Regions from separate parts of the Rattus norvegicus genome. Here region 2 is linked to region 1. The links are chromatin contacts, called in public HiChIP or PLAC-seq maps. All regions are on one chromosome and are shown on one strand. The core of a region is the stretch at or near the end of the contact, and the rest is flanking DNA. Distances in the headings are between cores, read along the strand shown.

Region 1 (5,923 bases), core at 1,715-4,214:
CTTTGCACAACTGCAGACAGAGCCTGGGGACCATTCCTTCCCCCTCCAAGCTTCTCCCCGGGAAACCCCACTCAGCAAATACTTCGAGACACCCTAATTTCCAGCACCCTCAAAATAACTTTTACTCACAAGCCCAAGTTTCTACAAGATCCTGAGCAACCAGAATCACCAATCCCATCACCACGCTCACCTCCAACAGCCAACCCATCACCCACTCCCGCAGGTGGAATCCTTGCGCCACATCGGCCACCGCCTCCAACCAGGCAGTTGGGAGGTTGGCAGAAGCCATTAAAAACTCATTTTCTCTGCACAAGTTAGAACAGACACTTCATCCTCCCGCTGTTCAAAGGGCCTTGAAACAGGATCCTGAGCTGGCAGACAGGTGAGTGCTAACACCCCAACAGGACACTGTTTGACTCAACTCCACCAAAATACCAAAAGCTACCCTCCCCCTCCCCTGCCCCTTTCCTTTTCAAAAGGGTATGAAAGAGTCCACCTATCAGCCCCACAAGACATCCACTCAAGTCACACACTCAAGACAACTTGCTTAAGGCTCTGACCCTATCCTTCCCTCCGGCCTGCAGAAAAGACCAGAGGCTGCTCAAGCCTGGAGAGAGGGTCAAAGATAAGGGGAGCCAGCCCTGAGCAAGCTGCAGGCCTCCTGCCAGGCCACCTCTGGCTGGTTAAGGTTCTCGGTAAAGTAAGGCTTTGTGGTTGCAGGGATGCTGGGGGGTGGGGAGACAGAGGAAAGGAAGGTCCAGTCAGTCTGAATCAGTGTCTCTACAGGAAGTGCGGCCCTTCTTGCTTTATTCAGGGTCCCTGGAAAAGGCCCAATGGGTGTCTCTTAAGGTTTGGCGTTTTGTGGAAGAAAACGTAAGGGACAGGCCAGTTGCAGAGCGGACCTGGTGTCCCCTCCACCCGCCCTGCCCCCACTCCTCTAATTAAAGCAGCATGCAGGATTGACAAAAACCCTTCCAGCTCTTTCTGAGCCCCCTGCCTGGTGCCCCAGAGTGAGAAGGAAAAGCATAGAGAGATTCAGTTCAGTTCCCCACAGGCAGAGAAACCAGCAACAACTTCGGGCAGCAGCCTCTTCTGCCCATTCTTCCTTGCCAAGCCTCGTCGGGTCACCCAGAGGTGCCTGCTCCAAGGAAAGCAGAGGCAAAGGTAGAAGGCCTGCTCCAGACCGTCTTTGTTCACTTGGACCCCGGCCTCAGAACAAAACACACAGAAAACTATCACGCAAACTTACCACCACCACGAGTGCAGAAACCCAGGCGGTTCACCCAGTGTGATGTTTTTTTCCCATCGAATCTAGAAAAGAAGGAACGAAGGCAGCTTAGAGGGGCAGAAAGGAGGGGGCTGCAGGGCCTTCCCCAGCCAAAAGGCTGTGAAGACCAACTAACAATAAATGCCAAAAGGTGATAAAAATTCAAAATGGTGGCCACAGTGGCTGCTCCTGAAAACAAAGGCTCTAAGAATAGTGGGGAGGAGGGGGTGTCAAGAAACTGGATGCTGAGGAGTCCCACTCACCTCTGATAAGAAGGTCTGTGCAGATTTCTGTGCTCCTACGTGCAGTAAATATTCGTAGACATATAAAGCTAACCTGGAAAGAGCAGAGGCAGAGAGAGAGAGGGAAGGGTCAGATCACACTAAGGCTTGCTCTGGACCTTGCCAGTAACTGTGAGCCCGGTCTGTGCCATCCCATTGTGGCCATGACAAGACGTAAGTACCTATTACCCCAGACAGGATCCGAGTCAGAACTGCTAGTGGGTGGGTACCAGAGACAAGCTGCCACCAAGCCGCGGGAGCTGGAGAAAGGTCCCCAAACTTGAACTTCCAAGTGGCACTGGGACTAAACCCACCTAGGTCTCACAAACTCGAAAGCCGCTACAAGAGCCCTGAGCCACCCTCCTTTTCCCAGATCACTTCAGCTCGCTGCTTTAGCCTAGGTTCGGGGTCCGGACGGACTCGGTCCCAGTTCGGGTACTTGGCGCGCTCTGGAGAGGGCAGCAAAGCGCCGCCCTCAGCATCTCCCCCTCAAACAACTGTCCCCCAAGCCTGGGGCCAGGCCGGCGCCGCCAGCCCAGCCCAGCCAGGGCGCCCCGGAGCGCACCGGGCTGACGATGAGGCCGCTGGCTGGGTAGGAAGAGCGCTCCCGGGCGAACAAAGCCCCCGGCACGCACTCCTCACGCCGCGGGCGGACAAAAGGAGCCTTCGGGGCTGCAGAAAGCCACGCGCCCCCTGCCCGCACTCGGTGGGCAAAGTAAGGCCCCCGCGACCCGCGGGCCGAGCGCACCGGCTCACAGTGGGACCTCGCCCACCCTTGTCGCGGGCCCCCGCGCCCGCTCAGCCAGCGCGCCTACCAACTACCCTCGCCCACCGCTGCCCTGCTGCCCCTTCAGGGTGCCCCAGCCTCCGCCGGCGCCCAACAATGGGCTCTCCACGCCGCCGTCGCCGCCGTCGCGGGGCAGAGACCCGGGCCCCAGGGGCACAAGGCAGCGCGACCCCCGCGCCCACCTGCCTCCCGCCGCCCGCGGCGCGGCCCCACTCGCGAGAGGCTTACTTTTCCCGAGCCTGCCCGTCCGAGGGCACCGCCGAGCCTTTGCCTTTGGCAAACATGGCTTGCAGAGAAGAGGGCGCCGAGCCCGCCGCCGCCGCCGCTACCGTCCGGTCTCCCGAGCTGCCCTGCTCCCGGCCCCCTCCCGGCGCTCGCCCGCTCGCTCGCACTCCGCTCGCCGCGCTCCCTCCCTCCCCGGCGCTGGCTCCGCGCTCTTTCCAGCTGTCAAAGCGTCAGCCCCGGCCGCGGCCCCATCGCCCTGGAACTCCTCCCGCGCCGGCTCGGCCTGAGCTGCGCCGCCGCCCGCCCGAAGCCTGCAGCTCGCTTGCTCGCGGCCCGCGCGCCCGCCACCCGGCTCCGCCTGCGCCGCCCTCTGCGCCTTCAGCACCGCTGCCTCTGCCGCCGCCGCCGCTGGTCTACTTGGAGCTCAACCGAACGTGGCTGCCCCGGCAGGAGCGCGGCGGGCGTCCACGCCCCGCGACGGACGGCCGCGGCGGCCAATCGGCGCGCGGGGGCGGGCCCGGAGGCCGGGAGGGACGCCTGTCAGCGCGGCCGCGCCAGTCCCGCTGCGCCTCCTCCGCGAGCCGCTGCCCGCTCGTGCCCCGGCCGGGGGAGCGGGGGGCGAGCCCTGGCGCTGGGGTGGGGCGGCGACGCGAAGGGCTGGGGCCTGAACTGGAGCACCCGGCCGGCGCGGCGGGGACTGGGCGCTGCGACAGCAGGCGCGGAGAGAGGCGCGGATCCCGGCTGGCCCGGCGCGCCCCTTTCCGCGTCGTCCTGGCCCCCAGCGCCCCCGCCTCCCCGCGCTGATCTTCCCTCTGCGGGCCAGGACCCCAGCCGGCCCTGCTCCCTGCCCCACCCCGGGCTGCCTGCGCCCAGCCCTGCCTTCGGAGCCCCGGCCAGGGCTGCACGCGGAGCTGGGCAGCCGTAGCTGGCGCCAAAGCGCGCGGCTGCTTCTTTACTAGATCGTTAAAATACTTTGGGAAACCCCAAAGTGGAGCCGCGCGAAAATGGCCCTTGGCGTGCCCCAGGCAATCTGTAGGAAGGGAAAGGAGTCTTGGAGTAGAAGGAAAGAGAGTGATTTCTCTCAAATTTCTGAGGTTTGCTAACCCTGGCAAGTTTAGCCCCTCGCCTTTCCACGGGAAAGGGTTCCGCTTGGATGAGGGACGTCACCTGGACGCCTCGCGACTCGGAGTGCGCGCCGCAGAAATCTCAAACTTCAAATAAATGGAGCTAAATTGGAGAGTAGGGGGACCAGAGTCGGGCGTGGGGGGAGGGGAAGCTTCCATTGTCAATGACCCAGGTGTACAATGGGAAATGGGGGGTTGGCAGAGTGACCAAGCTTTTTGCTCACGACTCCTTTCTGTCCACTCGACGACCCCAAAAACCTGCAGTGTTCTCTCCCTGGAGATTCCAAATCAAAAACTGGTGAGATAAGAAATGGCTCCCCCATTTTCATACTGTTTTTAGAGCGCGGTTCTCTTTAAATGTGATAAAACATAGTCGGTACTGTCTCTTTAAAAGAGTCAAGCAGAAAAAGCTGTGTAAGCGCTGATTGGCTGCCTGTTTGGATACATCTTTAGGGGAGCCTTGAAACTGTTAGCCTAGGTTGATTTTTTTTTTTTTAACTGCGCTGTTCCAATAAACAAGTAACGCCCCTCCCCCTAACATGCCTCGCACCAAACAATTAAAGAATAGGTCAGTGTCCTGGGGAAAACACGTTTTAAGTAGGAAAACTCAGAACTAGATTTCAACAAAATAAACAATAATTCCCTACCATTAAAGTTTGCTTATTTTGCTCTGCAGAAGAGAGAAAAGGTTTTTCTTTTTTTAAAGAAATTCCCCCCAGCAAACGGATCTGCACTGGTTCAGGAAGGAGACTCCGGGTGCGTTTTTGGAAAAATGTTCTACTCTTGTAACAGCCTCCCTGAATTAGAATATAGCCAAGCACTGTGGACCCCTCTGGACTCTGCTCTCTGCTAGGAACCAGAGCTCAAACAGAAGAAGGGCAGAAAAAGGGAAACACTGAGACCTAGTTTGGGGATGCCTGTGCCAGCCCCTAGTTTAAAGGTTGTCTTGTCAAGGAGGGGAGAAGCGTGGAGGTTGGGAGTTGAAGTACAATGGTAGGAGAGAAAAGGAAATAATTACAGTTATTTTTCCCCTAGGCAGTTTAATTTAATAGGGCCAACTTAAGGTACCTTTAGAGCCCGCGCTAATTAAATCGGTCTGCTCATACCCTTCCTATGGACTTCCTTCCATTTTTTGATGGGCTAGGAATGGCCAGGGATGGCTTGTCAACACACTGACTCGTCGGTATCTGGAGGTCCGGCAGATTAGAGGACCAGTTGGGTCTTGGGGGAGGGAAGGCACTGCCCTTCGGGGGGCCCACTACCGAAGCATTCTCCGGGTTGGCCATGCCTAGCAGCCCATGGGCTGAGAGACCTCGGGGCTACTTGCTCTTCCACTTCCTCGCCTGTCAGCTGGCAAAGGTTTTGGGGGGAGGGGTCTTTTAAATCTCTTGGTAGTCGGATGGTCCACCAGGTCAGTGTTCCTCTTGCTTTTTCTCCCTTGCAAACGGACTGGCCCCTCCTTCCTAAACATGTGTGAGAGAGAGGGGGGCTGTTTGTTCAGAATCCCTGTGGTCTGCCCTTTGTGGAAGCTTGACAAAGTGAGGCTCCGAGTGGGCTGGTGGGTCCTTGATGGAGGTAAAGAAAACAGCGGGAGAACCTAGGCAGAGAGACCAGAGGGAGGTGTCTTAGCGCTTGGTGATGGAGAGACTAAAGAGTTCCCTAGAACAGACCTTTCTCCTGCCCCACCTAGCACGCTGCAGCTGGCAATTATCCAGAATCTTAGTCAGATCATAAGCAGGCCCAAGCACCCAGAGGTGGCCTTTTTGCCCCTAACATCTTTTCCCACAAGGTTCCCCTACCTCCCTTAGAGCACATTTTTGGGCTGACACCTCTACCTGGAATGCCTCTCACCCCAAGCTCCTTCTCTCACCTCTCTTCAAAAACTAATATTGCTCCACAAAACTCCCTCCTCCGATCCTGTCGGCTTGAGTCTCATTTGTTCAAATGAACTTACACAGTAGTCCTCCCCATCCAGCCCATTGTGTAAGCCAATTGTTTACCGTCTGTCTCCCCCACCAGACAGAAAGGTAAGACCAATATTTTAATCATCTGGGTGTCTCCTGAACCCGGCACAGGTTCCATACCTGTGTGTGTATTCAGACCCAACACACAGAGGACTCGGGAGACGAAAAAAAAAAAAAAAAAAACACCCCAGGCCTGAAGTAGCTCCGGGCTGGGTGAAGAGATAAGAAACTGACACCACCCACAATAGGATTAGATCAGGCCACGCCCTCTGCTA
Region 2 (5,923 bases), core at 981-3,480, 150 kb before region 1:
GGTTGAGTTTAGGTCTGGACCTTGCTCCTTGGATCTACCTGCTTCCATTATAAGGGCTTCTTTCTCTCCATTGTCCAGTCAAGGAAGTCATCCCATAGCAGGGGCACTGGGCAGGGCAGGGCAGGGCAGGGCAGGGCAGGGCCGGATAGATGTTGCCACTCTGGGCTCCTCACCTGGCTCTCAGGTGGCTGCTTCCCACTCAGCAGGCTCATGTCATTTTTGGCTTGGGCTGTGTCCCATCTTTCCAGGTCTCGGTAATAGAGGTCAAACACACAGGGCGAGCAGCCACTACCACAGCACTGGGAGGGCAAGGGTTCCACAGGCTTTAACTGCAACCAAGCCTCAGCATGGTCATCCTCCCTCTCAGCCATTGTCAGCGGGGCTTGGGCAATATGGGGGTGTGGGGTGGTGGTGAAATAGGCCAGGCTCCTCTTTGCTGTCTGCCTGGGAGAAGGAAAACATGGCAGTTATACCCTGTTATCTCTCTCACACTTTCTTTTTTTTTTTGGTTCTTTTTTTCGGAGCTGGGGACCGAACCCAGGGCCTTGCGCTTCCTAGGTAAGCGCTCTACCACTGAGCTAAATCCCCAGCCCCTCTCTCACACTTTCTTCAAGGCCCACCAGGTAGTCTATGGGGATAGAGATGGCTTAACCAGAGGCTGTCACACAGGAAACACTTATAATTATTGGGGTTTTGTGTGTGTGTGTGTGTGTGTGTGTGTGTGTGTGTGTGTGTGTGTGTGTGAAGTAAATCTTAGCAGAGAAGGGGATTTGGATTCAGAAGAACTTTTCTACTGTGCAAGAAGCTTCAGTATGTTTCTGAAGCTGGGGAACCAGGGAGAATGAAGTTGTGTCTTACTCTTTCTGTATTCTGCCAAACACCCTGCATACGGGAAGCTCCCACTGACTGGTGAGTGTTCACTCTATGGTCTGGGAGCTAGGTACAGGGTTAGGTGCTGGAAGGCAAGAGAAGTGCACAGGACACAGTCCCTGTCCTTGTTAAGACCTGGCATGGTGCTACATCAATCTTATTTACAGCATGCACTGTATCAGATACACGAGTGAATGATGTCTCTCTTTACGCCAATTACACTTAGGGTTTGGGGAGGGGGTGTATTAAAATCAGACAAATGAAATGCTTTGTTAACTGTAAATTGCTGTACAGCCTGAGAGTTGGTTATATTGTCCTCTGCCTTTTTGCTTTCATGGGGGTTAAATAGTCCTATTGTCTCAGTTACTTTGGAAATTGGTAGACAAGTTGGTCATATCAATCTCAGTTTTAAAGACATGATTCTTTCCTATCTGGGAGGCACAATCCCTGTTGCAGCCTCGACCTGGATGCCTATCCCTACTCTTCAGGCCTTGGTTGAAAGGTCATCTCCTGTCAGAGACCTTCCCAAGTGTTGCACTTGTCATCACCAAGCACTTGCTTTATTCTAGTATGTATTCATTCGTTAAACATGAACTGTGAGTCTCGCAACTGCTCTAGAAGTCAGGGAGAGCTCACAGGACAGTCACTAAACAAAATAAAAATAGCAACTTTGACAGTGGTCAAACAAGAGGAAAGACCTTAAGGACATAGACAAGAAGCATGTGTGTGTTGCCACCGTTCAAGTCGTACACTCATGTACTCACTGGGTGGTCCCTCAACGTATGCTTTACACACTCACCCCGACCCCTACCGTGAGCCTGCCAGAAGTTAGTGCTGAGCGAAGGAGCAATTCCCGGCTCTGGTCCCCTCCAGGAATCAGAAATCTCAGAAGAGCAAAAGTAACTTGCTTTCGGCGCTGGGCTGAGTGCCGAGGTGGCGTAGAGGTAAGCGAGGGCAACAGTGAGAAGGGTGGAGAGGAGGATAGTTCCAGAACTCACTAGGGGTCGAACCTGCTAAGACATTTTAACTCCTAATTTTACAGCGAGGAGACTGGGCCCTCTGAAATACTAAATGCCTAATGGTCAAAGACGTCCAAAGTACAAGTTTGAGGTCCCTACACTCCTCCGCTACGGACTCAAGCACCACCACCACGCTCACCTACCTACCAGCAAGTCTCCTCAAGTGGGGTACTTCAGAAACCCCAAGCAAAGAGCGCTTTGCAGGTTCCACCTATAAGGATGGGAACTGCCCAAGGGGCGGGGACAAAGCAAGGATTTTTATTTGTGATTGGGTGAAGTGTCTGTCAATCGCAAAATGAGCCACTGCGCTCCGCCCCTTTCGCTCCCAGCAGGCCCTGCCCGGGCAAAGATGGCGGCGTCCAGGTAGAGGTGCAGTGAAGACCCGAGTCGGTATGGCCTTGGCGTCCGGGCCCGCTATGCGGGCACTCGCTGGCTCTGCGAGGCTCGGCCTCGGGGGCTACGGGGCCCCGAAACGCGGAGCGTATGAGTGGGGTGTGCGCTCCACTCGGAAACCGGAGCCTCGCCCCCTGGACAGGGTGTACGAGATCCCTGGCCTGGAACCCATTACCTACGAGGGCAAGAAGCACTTCGTCCCGTGGCTGGCGAAGCCGATCTTCCCGCCGTGGGAGCGCGGCTGGATTGACCCACGGTTCCACCGTGCGGCCCCCATCCACGAGCAGCCTCTGTACAAGGAGCAACCCTGCTACATCTTCCACCAGCGTTGTCGACTCCTTGAGGGTGAGGCCTCAGGACAAACGGGAGGAGACCCTGTTATCAGCTCAGCAATGATCCCGACCCTGGGGAAGTTTCTTCCTCTGCGAAGTAGAATCTGAGTGACATCCGTCTTCCAAGAGTTGTCAGGATCAAGGGCAGTATTTGTGAGAGGGAGCAATGGAGAATGAGTGTAGCGGGAGGTGATCTGTTTACATTCATGGAGAAGGGATAGTGAAGCAGGTCTACAACGCTACTTTCCTAGGTTAGTGTCTTTTGTTAAATAGGTCTGGGATATGTTTTCAAAGACCCGAAAATCTGCCCACTTAAGAACAGGTCATAGTGTCTTGTGCCTGTTTCCTGAGTTGGAGGCCAGCCTGATCTACAGAGTGAATGAATTCCAAGACAGCCAGGGATACACAGAGAAACACTTTGGGGGGTGGGGGGTGGGGATAATGGTGGTGATGGTGGTGGTGGCACAGCCTCCTAAAATGCCCACTTCTATGCCTGCAAACTGATTTTTCTAGCCATTAACCATTTTCAGTGAACTCAGGTGCTGTGAAGGATCTCACAGACATGACTCTTTTAAGTGACCCTGACAATAGTGGACGGATGTGTTTCAGAAGTTAAGATTGCAGTCGGGAGGTGGTGGTGCACACTTTTAATCCTAGCCCTGGGGAAGCAGAATCAGGAAGATCTCTGGGAGTTCAGGCCAACCTGGTCTACAGAGTGAGTTCCAGGATAGCCAGGGCTACACAGAGAAACCCTATCTTAGAAAAAAGATCAGAGGCTAAGATTGCACTCATTGAACCAGTCTGGAAATGTATCTTCTATCCTACACTTCCTCAAGGTACAGAGAGGTCTTATAAAGTCACAATAAACGCTTGTAAGATATGGGCCTGAGGGGGTTGGGGATCTAGCTCAGTGGTAGAGCGCTTGCCTAGGAAGCGCAAGGCCCTGGGTTCGGTCCCCAGCTCTCAAAAAAAGAACCAAAAAAAAAAAAAAAAAAAAAAAAAAAGATATGGGCCTGAGAAGAGGATTGGGGTTGTGGAGAGATTGTGGACTTCATGGTAGACAGGCTCAGTTTCTCCTCTTACCTGTATCACCTTAAAGATAAGCAACTTGAGGCAAACTCAGTCTGTCCAGGTTTCCCCTTCATGTCAGAATCCCATCTAACTTATAGTAAGTTCATGGCACAGGAGGAGACATTCAGTAAATAGCAGCTCTAAGGACTACATAGTTTGCTCTGTGCTAGAGAACCATAAAACCTGGCTTGAGATTGCTAGCAAAAAAAAAAAAAAAGAAAATCACAGAGCTGGGGTTTTATTTGAAGGGCCAGTATCCACTGAACTAGTCTCACACCTTTGATTTCTCTGTGGGGAGTCAGCAGGGAACTCGGCGCCTTGGGCATGGTTTGAACTCCTTCCATTTTTAAGCACTTATTCCCGTAGTCTACTCTTACCACCTGGAAGTTTCGTTTCTCAGATATCTCAAAAACAAAACCAGCTCTCTGTTGAGGCAGCCTCTTCTCTGTGGTGCTCCCTGCAGGCATGAACATCCCTTCCTAAGCTGTCCCCTCTCTTTCTTTTTCTTCTTCTTTTTCTTTTTCTTTTTCTTTTTCTTTTTGGTTGTCCCAAAGGTATGAAGCAGGCTCTCTGGCTTACTAAGACCAAGTTAATAGAGGGTCTCCCCAAGAAAGTGCTTAGTCTTGTTGATGATCCAACCAATCACATCGAGAACCAAGAACAACGTGTTCTGGATATCATCTCTCATTCCCGGCTCTGGCACTCCACTGAGGACATCCCCAAGAGAGAGACTTACTGGTGAGTTTCCTCCAGATAAGATAACTGAGGAGTGTTGGAAGTTACATGTTGCTTTAAGTCTCTAGATATCTTTTTTTTTTCTCCAAGCCCGCTCATTGTGGACAACCTCCTACAGCTGTGTAAGTCCCAGATTATCAAGCACCCTTCTCTAGCCAGGCGGACCTCTGCCCAAAACTGCTCCTTAGCCACCACCTGGAATCGAGGTTAGTCATCCTATGTACCAGAAGGCCTTGCTGGGCCTTTTGTTGTTGTTGCTTTTCTGGTTGTGTTGTGTGTCTGATCCTTCTGTCAGCCCTACCACCAGATCTCATCTCTCACATTCATCTCCTGCTACCTATTCTGTGGGTTCAGAAACACCCTTGATAGTGTCTCACTACATAGCACAGGCTGGCCTCAGACTGTGATCCTCTAGTCTGTACCACCATGCCCAACTTTCTTGTTTCTGTTTTTATCTCCTTCTAAAACTTTATTCTACCAGTGTCGGCTGATGACTGTATCCATTGAGCCCCACAGTATGCTTGGGAGTGTCAAGACGACCCCACAGCCAGGGAAATGGTAGAGCACACTGATCTCTCCCTCACCAACGCTGCACCTTTGCTTCCCTTCCATGGCTGTGTGAGCAGAGCTGCTAGAGTGGCTCATCACCCTACACTGTCATTTGTCATGTGACACCAGGCCCTCTGTGCTGCGGCCTCCACCTAGCCCTACGTGTGTCACTTGTTCTGCTGACCCCTCCCCATGTCCCTGAGTTTGCCAGGGAGAGCTCGTTGGTATATAGCTTTCTCACCTGTTTGCTTTCGCACATGCTGTGTACTTGGCAGTGCCTGTTGGTGTTCCCGACAGCAGTGTCAGTCAGGAGCTCAAACAGATAGAATTAGGGAGCAATAAACCCGCAGTGGAATATGTGGGACTTAGGATGTCGGTGTGAGCGGGTTTTCTCCTCTTCCCCCTATGCTTATGGACTTCTGGCAAGGAGTCAGCCTGGCAGAGGTAATGGTACCACTAAGGAAATTAGTGCACCTCATTAATGGAGAGTACTTGTTGGCCCATTGTCAAGTATTACCTCTAATTAAACTGCCCCATTTTGAGCTGTCACTGGAGGAGAGATGTGGAGGGAATTGAATTAGAAACCACACTACAGTGATCTGTGGGGAGAATCTAAAACCCAAGGTTAGGAGAGGTCCAAGCACATTTGTGTGAGGAAACAGGAAATGCCTTAGGAAACTGATCTTGAGGTGCAATTACTGCAGAATTTATCTGTCTGTAGATGTAACATTCATTTTTTACGGATCTTGGGAGGCTGCATGCTAATTAAATGACATGCCATCGACCAAGCTGATCTCTAATCTTACAACAGCCCTAATCTATTACCTTCACACTGGGATTTGACTCTTTCTGAAGTTAGGCCCTTGCAGAGGGCAGTGCCACTCAGAGCCACTCAGGGTCCTGACAACAGTCTTTCTAAACACATTCGTCTGGTAGTGGCATGTGGCTTCCCCA

What was found. HiChIP or PLAC-seq counts read pairs in DNA pulled down with a chosen protein or histone mark.
Region 2: an H3K27ac HiChIP or PLAC-seq map of oligodendrocytes shows a contact between it and region 1, with 2.8 times the contacts expected there. The contact joins the promoter of Mrpl37 here to the promoter of Ssbp3 in region 1. A contact is called at or near these places in 1 of 12 Hi-C or Micro-C datasets (mammary epithelial cells) and 1 of 1 datasets of contacts at active chromatin or transcription factors (oligodendrocytes).

The regions. Positions count from the first base shown.
Region 1 is chr5:126,917,242-126,923,164 of GRCr8, reverse strand. It overlaps Ssbp3 (single stranded DNA binding protein 3), which reads right to left and starts at 2,964. Exons shown (of 17, transcript NM_053358.2): 1 at 2,564-2,964; 2 at 1,531-1,603; 3 at 1,250-1,311. The coding sequence starts at 2,619. It overlaps LOC120102946 (a long non-coding RNA gene), which reads right to left. Exons shown (of 2, transcript XR_005504928.2): 2 at 4,708-5,281.
Region 2 is chr5:127,071,274-127,077,196 of GRCr8, reverse strand. It overlaps Mrpl37 (mitochondrial ribosomal protein L37), which reads left to right and starts at 2,230. Exons shown (of 7, transcript NM_001004235.1): 1 at 2,230-2,627; 2 at 4,240-4,423; 3 at 4,511-4,626. The coding sequence starts at 2,282. Cyb5rl (cytochrome b5 reductase-like) reads right to left here and starts at 2,084. Exons shown (of 7, transcript NM_001411873.1): 1 at 2,033-2,084; 2 at 174-444. The coding sequence starts at 371.